2 separate regions of the Pan troglodytes genome follow, and region 1 is linked to region 2. A link is a contact called in public Hi-C data. All regions are on one chromosome and are shown on one strand. The core of a region is the stretch at or near the end of the contact, and the rest is flanking DNA. Distances in the headings are between cores, read along the strand shown.

What was found. Hi-C and Micro-C count contacts between places; a contact is called where the count stands out from the background.
Region 1: a Hi-C map of stem cell-derived neural progenitor cells shows a contact between it and region 2, with 4 times the contacts expected there. The contact joins two enhancer-like sites. A contact is called at or near these places in 1 of 7 Hi-C or Micro-C datasets (stem cell-derived neural progenitor cells) and 1 of 1 datasets of contacts at active chromatin or transcription factors (stem cell-derived excitatory neurons).

What each region holds. Positions count from the first base shown.
Region 1 is chr14:118,848,214-118,854,340 of NHGRI_mPanTro3-v2.0_pri, forward strand. CUL4A (cullin 4A) reads left to right here. Exons shown (of 20, transcript XM_003314218.6): 3 at 4,319-4,422. The coding sequence starts at 4,355. Among named protein-coding and RNA genes, the nearest start is that of CUL4A, 11 kb to the left of the region's middle. Within about 2 kb of position 2,243, at least 7 of the 24 cell types and tissues checked have an H3K27ac peak or open chromatin away from gene starts, as enhancers often do. A contact at or near this core is called in stem cell-derived neural progenitor cells, where this site is marked.
Region 2 is chr14:118,566,791-118,573,245 of NHGRI_mPanTro3-v2.0_pri, forward strand. All of the region lies in intron 2 of MCF2L (MCF.2 cell line derived transforming sequence like), which reads left to right. Among named protein-coding and RNA genes, the nearest start is that of MCF2L, 56 kb to the left of the region's middle. Within about 2 kb of position 2,746, at least 12 of the 24 cell types and tissues checked have an H3K27ac peak or open chromatin away from gene starts, as enhancers often do. A contact at or near this core is called in stem cell-derived neural progenitor cells, where this site is marked.

The DNA.
Region 1 (6,127 bases), core at 993-3,492, 280 kb after region 2:
ACGTCCTGTGTGGCTGTGGAGGTCTCTGTGTGAGTATGGAGCTCATGTCCCATGTGACTGTGGAGGTCGCTGTGTGACTATGGAGGTCGCTGTGTGACTGTGGAGGTCTCGTCCATGTGGCTGTGGAGGTCTTTGTGTGACCATGGAGGTCACGTCCCGTGTGACTGTGGAGATCTCTGTGTGACTATGGAGGTCTCGTCCATGTGGCCGTGGAGGTCTCTGTGTGACTATGGAGGTCGCGTCCCGTGTGGCTGTGGAGGTCGCTGTGTGACTATGGAGGTCTCGTCTGTGTGGCTGTGGAGGTCGCTGTGTGACTATGGAGGTCGCGTCCCGTGTGGCTGTGGAGGTCGCTGTGTGACTATGGAGGTCTCGTCTGTGTGGCTGTGGAGGTCGCTGTGTGACTATGGAGGTCATGTCCCATGTGGCTGTGGAGGTCTCTGTATGACTATGGGGGTCACGTCCTGTGTGGCTGTGGAGGTCTCTGTGTGACTATGGAGGTTTCATCCATGTGGCTCTGAAGGTCTCTGTGTGATTATGGGGGTCACGTCCTGTGTGGCTGTGGAGGTCTCTGTGTGATTATGGAGCTCATGTCCCATGTGGCTGTGGAGGTCGCTGTGTGACTATGGAGGTCGCTGTGTGACTGTGGAGGTCTCGTCCATGTGGCTGTGGAGGTCTTTGTGTGACTATGGAGGTCACGTCCGTGTGGCTGTGGAGGTCTCTTTGTGACTATGGAGGTCACATCCCGTGTGACTGTGGAGATCTCTGTGTGACTATGGAGGTTTCATCCATGTGGCTCTGAAGGTCTCTGTGTGACTATGGAGGTTGCGTCCCATGTGGCTGTGGAGGTCGCTGTTTGACTATGGAGGTTTCATCCATGTGGCTCTGAAGGTCTCTGTGTGATTATGGGGGTCACGTCCTGTGTGGCTGTGGAGGTCTCTGTGTGATTATGGAGCTCATGTCCCATGTGGCTGTGGAGGTCGCTGTGTGACTATGGAGGTCGCTGTGTGACTGTGGAGGTCTCGTCCATGTGGCTGTGGAGGTCTTTGTGTGACTATGGAGGTCACGTCCGTGTGGCTGTGGAGGTCTCTTTGTGACTATGGAGGTCACATCCCGTGTGACTGTGGAGATCTCTGTGTGACTATGGAGGTTTCATCCATGTGGCTCTGAAGGTCTCTGTGTGACTATGGAGGTTGCGTCCCATGTGGCTGTGGAGGTCGCTGTTTGACTATGGAGGTCTCGTCCGTGTGGCTCTGGAGGTCGCGTGTGTGACTATGGAGGTCTCGTCCATGTGGCTGTGGCGGTCTCTATGTGACTATGGAGGTCTCGTCTGTGTGGCTATGGAGGTCTTTGGGTGACTATGGTGGTCACGTCCCATGGTCCCATGTGGCTGTGGAGGTCGTGTGTGACTATGGAGGTCTCGTCCACGTGGCTTTGGAGGTCTTCGTGTGACTATGGAGGTCACGTCGCATGTGGCTGTGGAGGTCGCTGTGTGACTATGGAGGTCTCATCTGTGACTATGGAGGTCTCATCTGTGTGGCTGTGGAGGTCTTTGTGTGACTATGGAGGTCACGTCCCATGTGGCTGTGGAGGTCTCTGTATGACTATGGAGGTCATGTCCCACAGCTCCATGGCCTTCCTTGTTCTGTCTTCCACATCTGAGAGCAGGGATTGCCCTTATCCGCAGTGAGCATTTTGTTTAAGTAGCAGTGAGTTCACTCCAGGCAATGCTTTGACACTATAAATAGACGTGTATTTGACATTCACACACGTGTCTGTTGAGCTAATACAGACAATCATTTGACGAACCTGCTAGTTAGGAAGTAGCTGTGATGTGAGAAGAGACAGTGCTGGGTGTAGATATACACCAAGTTTCCTCACTTGGCTGTTGATACAAGGAAAGCATCTTGATACTAATGGGAGTAGAATGCAAATGATACTTCTCTACCTCCGATCATTGGATTACATTCCTTTTCTCTGGGGTGAATCTTTAAAATGCTAATGGCCTGAGTGCACCAACATGAAGCGCACAGTACCATCTGATTAGTTGCTTTATGCATCCAGAGAGGGTATTTCTAAATCTCAAAGTATGATTGAGTGTCAAAAATCCATTTGGGGGAGGGGCAACTCCTGTGTTGTGCTGCTTCTGTAACAGCACAAAAAAGTCTTCCAGTATGTTCCTGCCAGCAAGGAGTTGGCAGGGCGGGGAGAAACAAAGGCTGTCGCCTTTCCAGTGATGAGTGCCTGTAATATGAAGCCGGGAGTCCTGACTCAGCACCTACAGCAAACCTGGGTTACCCAGGGCTTGCCATTTGTTTTGAGAGGTTCTTAAATTCTTCATTTTAAAAACAAAGTAAATTGCAGTATGACTCATATGAATAGTAAATGTGCACCAAATAGGACACATAGGAGGCAGAGTGGGTTATAAAATATTTAGTCATTTGCCACAACCAGGAAAAGATGGTTTTAAGGATATTGGTTCTTGGTCTAGGAATTAAAACATCCAGAAAATGGTCCTAAGTTACTGTTGATTTTTGCTGAAGAAAATACATTTTCTTCATGTGTTATATAAAAAACTTACTTTGTAATAATTATGTTTGTGGGATTCACTAATGTTTAACTACTGGAGCAAAACCTTTGTCGTAAAGTTCTCTTGGTTGTTTGAGGAGACAAAAGGATGGCAGATCTTTGACCAAATTATGAAGATATGGAATTCAAAGGGATGGAATTGAAGAGTTTGAGAAAGGAGTTAAAGTAAATACAGAATGTGGGTAGGAATTCCCTGTTTCTATAGTAAGACAAAATGTAGGGGGAAAGTTTGTATTTCTTTGTTATTATGCTGATAATAAGCTTGCTAGAAAACAGAATTATAATTATTCCACATCCTCTTTTGATCTTTGTAAATATGCATGTATTTTATATGGTAGTAATCACTGTATGTATTTAACTTTGGTTAATATGTAGCAGCTCTCCGATATTTAGTATTGGAATTATTAATACTTGTAAGTATTAGTAAAATGAATAGCTTTATAACTTTAATTTACCTTTTTTCCTAGGGGTATATTGTGTCCTAATTAAATTCAGATTATTTATCTAAAGTGTTTTTATTCTGTATATCCCCACATTTTTCGAACCCCACATTGGTTCAAAACTTGTTAGAAAAACCATATTTCTGTTTATAATATTTCATATTGGAATTGAATGAGTTTAAGTTTTTGTACCTAAGATTGGAAAGGAAATTTTATTAGAACTGGTAAGAATGTACAAGCATTGTTTCTTTGAGGTGGGTAAAAATATTGTGAGAAAAAATTTTCTGCTTCAAAAAATGGTGTCAACTGGGCACGGTGGCTCATGCCTGTAATCCCAGCACTGTGGGAGGCCGAGGCGGAAAAATCACCTGAGGTCAGGCGTTTGAGACCGGCCTGGCCAACATGGCGAAACCCCTCCTCTACTGAAAATACAAAAATTAACCTGTGCGTGGTGGCAGGCGCCTATAATCCCAGCTACTCGGGAGGCTGAGGCAGGAGAATCGCTTGAACCCGGGAGGTGGAGGTTGCAGTGAGCCAAGATCCTGCCATTGCACTCCAGCCTGGGTGACAGAGCAAGACTCCAACTCAAAAAAAAAAAGATTTCTTCTTGTATTAGGGATGTTCACAGAATAAAAAAGAAAGTTTATTAATTAAACAAACTGAAGTGAATTACACATCTAGCCTGCAGAAAAATAAATAGGAAACAATACAGTCTGGCCTGTGTCACCCAGAAAAAGCTCAGTTTGGACTGAATCACTGCCCTGGGGAGTGTGAGGGGAAGGCCCAGCCTGTTCTCCTTCCTGATGGGAAGGTGGTCACTGAGGGAAAAGATTTTCTTGGTTCTCTAGCCCTGATTTCACTTTGTAATCATCAAGGTGAACTTAAACACAAACACACTCCAGTGACCCCCACCTCAGACTGAGGAATCGGAGCACCCGGAAACAGGCCTGTGAGGATCAAACCTGTTGAGAAGTCCCAAGTGAGTGGGCACCATAGATGCTCAGGAGTGGTGCAGGCCAGCTGCCTGGGACCGGAGGTCCAGCAGGTGCAATGTGCCCACATTAACTGTTGTTACCTCTACCCCCATGCCAGCTATGACTGGACTGCAGTGTTCCAACGAGAAGTGCCCTAAACTTAGCCATAATAAATAATTTATTTGTAGATTCCTGAAGTACTGGGGTAGGGTGTGGGGTGCCTTTTTCTTATGATTACAGCTATGTTAACAGTAGGGTTTTTTTATGAACCAATCTGTTGTTCATACTGAAGAATTGATGTAGCCCTTTTGTTTGCAGGCTGTGGAAAATCTCTGTTCTCACAAAGTCTCCCCAATGCTCTACAAGCAACTGCGTCAGGCCTGTGAAGACCACGTCCAGGCACAGATCCTTCCGTTTAGAGAATATCCTTTTTTTGGTTCATAAAGTTTCTATTCATTATCTAAGTCTTTTAAAACTGAACATTATTATGATAAAGAACTAATGAGTATCCTTAATATTAAAACAACAGCTTTTAAAGTTCTCTTTTATTTGATAGGTTTGTAAGCGAAATTTACCATTTAAATTATTTTGCTGATTTGAATTAAAGGGAAACCGTGTTCATTTATTGGGTATGGTTGAAGTATTTAGGAAATGTTCTGAAAAATGTCTTCAAGTTTGAGTATCCTTTATTCTAATAAACACCATCTGCATTGGCTTTCTGTGATAGGCAACAAAGTCCCATCGACTTGGCGACTTATGGAGACACCCACTTATCAGCTCACAGTTGTGTCTGTCAGGAGGCCAGGCAGGATTCAGTGGATTCTATGCTCAGTCTCACGGGCAGAGTCAAGGTGTCAGCCAGGTTGGGGCCTCACCTGAGGTCTTTGCTAGCACGGGCAGGCAGTCGGCGGAAGCCAGTTCCTGTGGTAGTGGGACTGAGGGCCCTGCCTTCTGTCCCGTGTTGCTTGGTGTCACTCTCAGCTCCACATGCACAGGTCCTTGCCTCTCCTCTCACAGCACGACTCTTTTCTGCTTCTAGACCAGCAGGAGAATCTGCCTGTCTGACCTGCTGAGATAGGGCCTTATATGATGTAACCCGTAACCCAGTCAAGGAATGATGACCTTCGTATTCACAGCCTCGTTCACAGTTGGATGTGAGGCATCCTCCACGTGGGGACAGGGCAGGAGCATCTCAGAATTCTGCTGCCACACCAGCTGTGACTCAGACGTCTACAGGGGAGTCTCTGGGCTCCTTGGCATCCTATAGAAAATCCTTTAATCTGGACTCAATCTCATTTCCCAGCCTCCTCCCAGTACTGTAGCTGTCCATGTGTCTCATTGGGTAGGAATTAGAAAGTAGAGTTTATAATTGCAGAAAATCTACTTGTGGCTGTACTTTTCTAGGCCTCCGTTTCTTCATGTGTAAAATTAGGTGGTTTGTGTTTGCTTATTTCTAAGTGTTCTTCTAGTTCAAGGAAACTTCTGCTCCCCCATCTCCCTGATCTTGGGAAACTAAACCATTCTGAGTTCATTGGAAGGATCCTCAGGGAATCTGCAGCAGTTGGTGCTGCTGAAGTTGAAGCACGTGACAGGGAAGCTGAAATGCAGGGTGAGAGGTCTCTGTTTAGACAATCTCCACAGCACCCCGCACAGATGTGAGTGAAGTCAGTTCCAGCTCTGTTGTGCTGGCTTCTGTAAATACGCCTCTGCAGTGTTTTCCAGCAAAGCCCTTCCCTAAAGATCATGAGGTCGTTCAAGAGATCAGTGACCGCACACCACCTTTTGGAACCTGGCCAAAGTGCACCTTATCTCAGGAGGCGCCTGTGAGGGCGCACAGAAGCAGGCCCCGCCCCAGTGCCACGGCTCAGCAATGCGCTTCCAGGAACCTATGTTCCAGATGTTTCCATCCAAAAAGTGGCCTGACTCCTAGGCTTGGGGGAAGTCTTTAGCAGATGCCCAAGCCTTCTCCCAAAGACTTAGGCATTTATGAGAGTCAGTAGGCGATAATTGTTCCTACTCTAGTTGCTGTCCCAATTTACTTGAAAACGACTATTTGATTACCTGATCAAATGAATCTTTTGCCGGTTACTCCTACTCTGTGGGTTGACTAATGTGCCATCAGTTCAC
Region 2 (6,455 bases), core at 1,496-3,995:
AGAGCCAGGAAGACGCTCAGAGAGGCCTGAGAGATTTCTAGCAAAAACCTGGTAAACTTTGAGGTGAAGGCTGTCAGAAATAGCTGCAAGGAGCATCCAGCCTAGGGCTCAGCAGATGTGACTTAAAGGATCGCAGGTGACCGCCCTCAGTGGACTTGTGTCCTCACCATGTTTCTCACTGGCTTCTGGCTGGTTTGCAGGGAAAGTCTATGAGGGGAATTCATTCAAAAAGCCCCACTGTCATTGTCCACGAGGTGCTGGTGGATATGTGCAGATTGTCTGGTCCAGCATTCACTTTACTTTTAATAACAGCTTCATTTAGGCATAGCTCACACCGTAACAATCCACCATACAGTGTGTACAATTGAGTGGTTTGGGCATATTCACAGAGTTGCACAGTGATCTCCACTATCTAATTTTAGAATATTTTCATCACCCCAAAAGCAAACACACCGATTAGCAGTTGCTCCCCATCCCCCCTTCTCTTCAATCCCTTGTAACCACGAATCTACTTTCTGTTGCTATGGTCGCCCATCCTGGACATGTCATGTAAATGGGATCATATGACTTGTGGCCTTTTGTGTCTGGCTGCCTTCCCTCAGCAGTTTTCAAGGTTCACCCATGTTGTAGCATGGATCAGAACCTCCCTCCTTCCTATGGCTGCCTAATAGTCCCTTGTCTGGATAGAGCACACTTCATCCGTTCATCAGATGGTGGACATTTGGGATGTTTCTGCTGTTGGCCATTGTGAATAGTGCTGCTGTGAGCATTCATGTACAAGTTTTAATGTGGATGTAAGTTGTTTTTATTTCTTTTAAGGATATAGGTAAGAGTGGAATCGCCTGGTCGTACGGTAACTGTATGTTATTATTATTTTTTTTTTTCAGTCTCGCTCTGTCACCCAGGCTGGAGTGCAGTGGTGCGATATCGGCTCACTGCAACCTCCACCTCCCAGGCTTAAGCAATTCTCCTGCCTCAGCCTCCCAAGTAGCTGGGACTACAGGTGCGCAGCACCAGATCCGGCTACTTTTTTGTATTTTTAGTAGAGAAAGGGTTTCACCATGTGCCTAGGCTGGTCTCAAACACCTGGACTCAAGCGATCCTCCAGCCTCGACCTCCCAAAGTGCTGGGATTATGGGCATGAGCCACCGCGCCCGGCCTTTGTTTAATTCTGTAAGGAACTGACAGACTGTCTTTCACAGCGGCTGCACTGTTCTGTGTTCCCAGCAGGCATGTGGGAGGGTTCTGATTTCTCCACATCCTCCCCAACAGCTGTTCTTATCTGTCTTTTCTGTCTTTTTTTATTCTAGCCGTCCCAGTGCAGGTGAAGCGTATATCATTGTGGTTTTAATTTACATTTCCCTTACAACTAATGATGTTGACCATCTTTTCATATGCTTATTGGCCATTTTATCTTTAAGGGTTTACTCACACGTGAATACGGTTGTCTTTTTACTGTTGAGTTGTGGGAGTTCTTAATGTGTTTTGGAGGCAAATCGCTTATTAGATACAAATTTGCAAACATTCTCCCAATTGTGTAGGTTGTATTCACTTTCTTGATGGTGTTTTATAAAACATAAAAGTTTTACATTGTGATGAAGTTTAATTGGTCTATTTTTTGTTGTTGTTGTTAGTTGTGCTTTTTGTGTGCTAAGAAGCCACCACCTAATCTAAGACTACAAGGACGTTCTCCTGTGTCTCCTCCAAGGGTTTCTGTGGTGCTCCCTCGGGCTCATAGGGGCCCGCGGTTCCTTCTGAGTTTCCTGAGGGCCGGGGCGGCTCAGGAGTGGGGGCGCAGCGCGTCCGCCCCTTTGGTCCCTGCCGGCGCTGCCAGGACAGACGAGCTGGAGGAGGAATATGTATTTAGGGCTCATCGGATCTTCTATGGGGCAAAATCGTTTGCTTGTTCTACTATTCAAGCACAATGTTTGGAGCCCTCGGCTAGGTCAGGACAAGGACACTGCGCGCCTTGCTTCGCGGGCCTCGCGCGCGGCCTTCGTGCGTCTCGGGCTGCTCCGGTGCTCGCCGCCGCCTGCGTGGGCCCTGGGCTTTCGCACCGCGGGAGGCCTCGCCTCCTTGAGCAGCCTGAGTTCAGGTGGGGCGGCCACGCCTGTGCCCGCGGCGCGGGTGCTGAGTCCCGACGCTGTGCGCCGCACTCCCGAGGCTGTGGTTGGGGGGTCGCGGTCGAGCTCTAGGGCCCCCGGCCGCAGAGCCCAGGCGCGGGGAGGGCGGCGGCTCCCAGCTCCCGGTTCCCGGCTCCGCGCCGCAGGCGTGAACGCCCAGCAGGCCCAACGGAGGGCGCCGGCGCCCGGGAGAGGCGCCGCCTTGGTTGCAGGGGCCGGGGCGCGGCGGCCCGGGCTTTGAGAGACGGGCCGCTCTTCCCGGCGCGGTGCCTTCCAGGGAGCCTGCGCCTGCAACACCGCAGCCAGAGCCGACACTCCGCGCCTTTCAAGGAGGAGGCCCCGTGCAGGCGCCCAGGGCCTGGGGTCGGGGGCTTGGGGGCAGAGGACGCGCGGGGGGCGGGACCCTGCCGGCCAGTCCCTTACCCGGGGACAGACGGGGAAGGCGGGAGCGCTCGCAGTTCCCTCCGGAGGGACCACACCGCCGGGGGCCCGAGCAGCCTGCGGTGGCTCGGCTCGGGCCGGCGGAGATCTGGGAGCACTTTCTGGAAGCCTCCACAGGCTTCAGGCGGACAGGAAGGACCTGGCGGGAGGCGTAGTAGGCGGGGTGAGGGGATCTCGGTGGCAGCGGGGACAGCGCGGCCCCGAGAACTGAGAACTGAGAGGGAGACGCTCTCGGGCCTCTCAGACCAGCATTGAGGAGCTGAGCCCTGCGGGCCAGGGGCGCAGAGAGGGTCCCGGGCGGTGAGGGGAGGGTCCCGGGCCGTGAGGGGAGGGTCCCGGGCCGTGAGGGGAGGGTCCCGGGCCGTGAGGGGAGGGTCCCGGGGGATGAGGGGAGGGTCCCGGGCCGTGAGGGGAGGGTCCCGGGCCGTGAGGGGAGTCCCGGGCTGTGAGGGGAGGGTCCCGACAGGGGGGTGGGTCCCGGGCCATGAAGGGAGGGTCCCGGGTGAGGGGAGGGTCCCGGGCCGTGAAGGGAGGGTCCCGGGTGAGGGGAGGGTCCCGGGCCATGAAGGGAGGGTCCCGGGTGAGGGGTGGGTCCCGGGCCATGAAGGGAGGGTCCCGGGTGAAGAGCAAGCTCATGACCCTCATTTACTGGGAATCCATTGCTCTGGCCCCGTCATGAGTGGGGTTCGCAGACTGGGCCAATCCGTACAGCGTATGTGTGCTCTGGTGTCTGGGGGCAGCACAGACGTTGTTACGGCTCCATCTGGCCTGGGTGAACACCTGGGTCTGTCTGTGGAGTTGGGGGATGCCGCCTGCTCAAGGGTCGCGTTCCTAGTATGCGTTCCAGAAAGGCTAGGCACCACCAGTGCTAAGCCGCAGAAGAGCTGTCAATCTGTCAGTCCTGTCCCGCTAAACCTGAACTTCTTTTTTTTTTTTTTTTTGAGACGGAGTCTCACTCTGTCGCCCAGGCTGGAGTGCAGTGGCGCAACCTCGGCTCACGGCTAATTTTTTGTATTTTTAGTACAGACGGGGTTTCACTGTGTTAGCCAGGATGGTCTCGATCTCCTGACCTTGTGATCCGCCCGCCTTGGCCTCCCAAAGTGCTGGGATTACAGGCGTGAGCCAACGCGCCCGGCCAAACCTGAACTTCTGAAAGAGCCAGGGAATCAGCCTCTTAGGGAAGGCCCTCCACCCTACTTGCCTGGGCTTTCTCTGCAAGCTCTGTGCAGAAGGGAGCAAGGTCTGCCTGATGCCACCACCGTGGGCCCAGTGTTCATGGTGTCCTAATGGAAGCTTTGAAATCACTTTGTGTTAGTCCTGGCTCTTAAGAAAATCGATGCAATGCCAATTAGGCACCACTATTTTTTTTGTGTTTAAAACATTTGAGGAAGATGATGCAGGGTGGGCCCTGAAGGGAGTGGGGTCCTGCCTGGAGCTGCTGTTTAGGCTCAGTCTTGGTGCTCTATATACATATCTACCATTGCAGTCTCATACAGAAAGTTCCATTGCCTTTTTGATTTTAAAAAGTGTTTATCACACAGGGGAGTTTTAGGGCAGTGCAACTATTCTGCATGATCCATGACATTATGCGCTTCTCAAGACCCAAAACTGCATAACAGGAAACATGAACCCTCAAGTAAACGATATGCTTTAGTTAGTAATGATGTATCAAATTGTAATGTATGGGCCACCAATGCAAGAAGTTATAATAACTGTGGAAGGAAGTGGGGCAGAGGGGGAGTATATGAGGACTCCCTGTACTTTCTGCTCAATTTTTCTGTAAAACCCAAAACTGCTCTAAAATATAAAGTCTATTAATGTTTTTTAAAGTGCTTATTATATAAAGAAATGATTTTGATTCACTATCTTTGGGATCTTTTTTTATGAGATTTGTTTAAAGTAGTGACTGCTTTGCAGTGATGGCACCATTCTTCTGGGATGCCTTTTTGACCTTGAGCAGCAGTTCCTGCCCTGCTGAGCAGGAAGACACAGTGAGTGGGAGACAAGCCTGGATGCTCACATGGCCTCATGCCCTGGTCTGTGAAATGGGATGGCATCTTGCATCATGGCGGTTCTGTCTAGTGGGAGAGTGATAAAGTGTGCCTGGCACAGTCTGTACCTTCAGTAAGTGTGGTTGTCAAAAGCAATAATTGGGTTGGCACTGACATTCATCATAGATGTACAAAAGTAACATGTAGATGGTGAATTGATGAGGAGGGGCCCATGGAGAGATGGGTTTGTGCCGTGTACTTTATTCTTCTAATTTTCTTATTCTCTTTGGGACTGTCCCTGTGGCTTCCATGTGGCTTCAGACAGGTGAGGAGCTGCTGCGTGTTCAGACTGGAAACCTGAGCTCATCAGCACGCAAGCCCGGGCTCTTCTGGGGTATCATGTTTTGAGAATATTTCTCTTTGAAATTTTAAACTCTCTTCCATTTGTATTTGTTGAAATTCTAGAGCTTTTGATAACTCATGCTAAAATTTTTAAATCACTTTTCGCTTTATCATCTTTTTATTTGAAATGTCAAAATTTATGTAGGAAGCATCATTTTGCCACCCTGCCGAAGTATTCTGACTAAAACTATCCAAGATCCTCCAAGAAATACATATGACTAAAGATAATGTTTCTCCCTTTCTGATAAAAAAAAAAACTATAGTAACTTTAATCCCTAAATAAATAAAACACACGTGGTTGTGACCCACATGAGATAATCAGTAGCTAGATACCTTGTGGTAAACGTATTGCTTTGTTTAATTTTTAAAACCTATATTGAAGTACATGCCTTACTATAGGAAATTAAACATTGTACAAATGGGCTGGAAGTGGGAACTACAAAGACAAGTCAGGGTTGTATTCCAGAGGGCTCAGAGGGACTTAGAGTTCTGTGTCTGCTGATCCAGCCCCCTTGAGATTTTGCTGTGATGAAAATGGGTGTCACAGATGAGGTTTCCTCAAGGTCATTGTTTTCCTCTTAGGTGGTGAAACTGACACCTAACACTCCTTGTTGTCTTAGGACTTCCTTTTGAATGAATTTAGGTAGAGAACCTGAATAAAGGGTGTATTTAGGACTCGTAGTCAGAAGAGGCGCTGTGAGGATGCGTATCCCGTGGCTTTACTTTAGAAACTAACTCACAAAAGACTTCATCCCAGGAAGGTGGAACACATATACTTTTTCTTGCTCTTCCCATGAGTAAAACAAAGAACCCTGGACTCAATGTAGGAAGCACACACAGGACAACTCTGAGGGGGGGAAGAGGAGGCAGAATAGTCACGGGCCTGAGGACCCAGGGAGCAGTGGCAGGGTGAGTTCCCAGGGTTTCTTTTGGTCTCGTGCGTCCTAAACGCGGGGCTTGTCTACTGTGGTGTGTTTGTGCTCCTATAACAAAACATCACAGACTGGGTAATTTATTAAAACCAGAAATTTATTTCCTCATGGTTCCCAAGGCTGGGAAGTCCAAGATCAAGGAGCCAGCATCACAGGGTGAAAGGCAGGAGGGCCAGTGAAGCCTCTGTTAGGGAGGAGCCCTTGTCCTAACCACCTACCAAAGACCCCGCCTGTTCACAGCATTGGCTATTAGGTTTCAATGTGTGATTTTTGAGGGGACACATACAAACCATAGCATTCCACCCCCAGCTCCCCAAAATGCATGTTCTTTTCACATGCAAAATACATTTATTCCATCTCAATACCCCAAAAGTCTTAGCTCATTCCAACACCAACTCAAAAATCTAAATTCCAGAGTCTCCTCTAAATAAGGTGTGACTGAGACTCAAGGAACGATTCATCTGATGCAAATTCCTCTCCAACCGTGGGCCTGTGAAATCGCACAAGTTCTGTGCTTCCACAGTACAATGGTGGGACAGGCATAGGACAGACATTTCCCTTCCAAA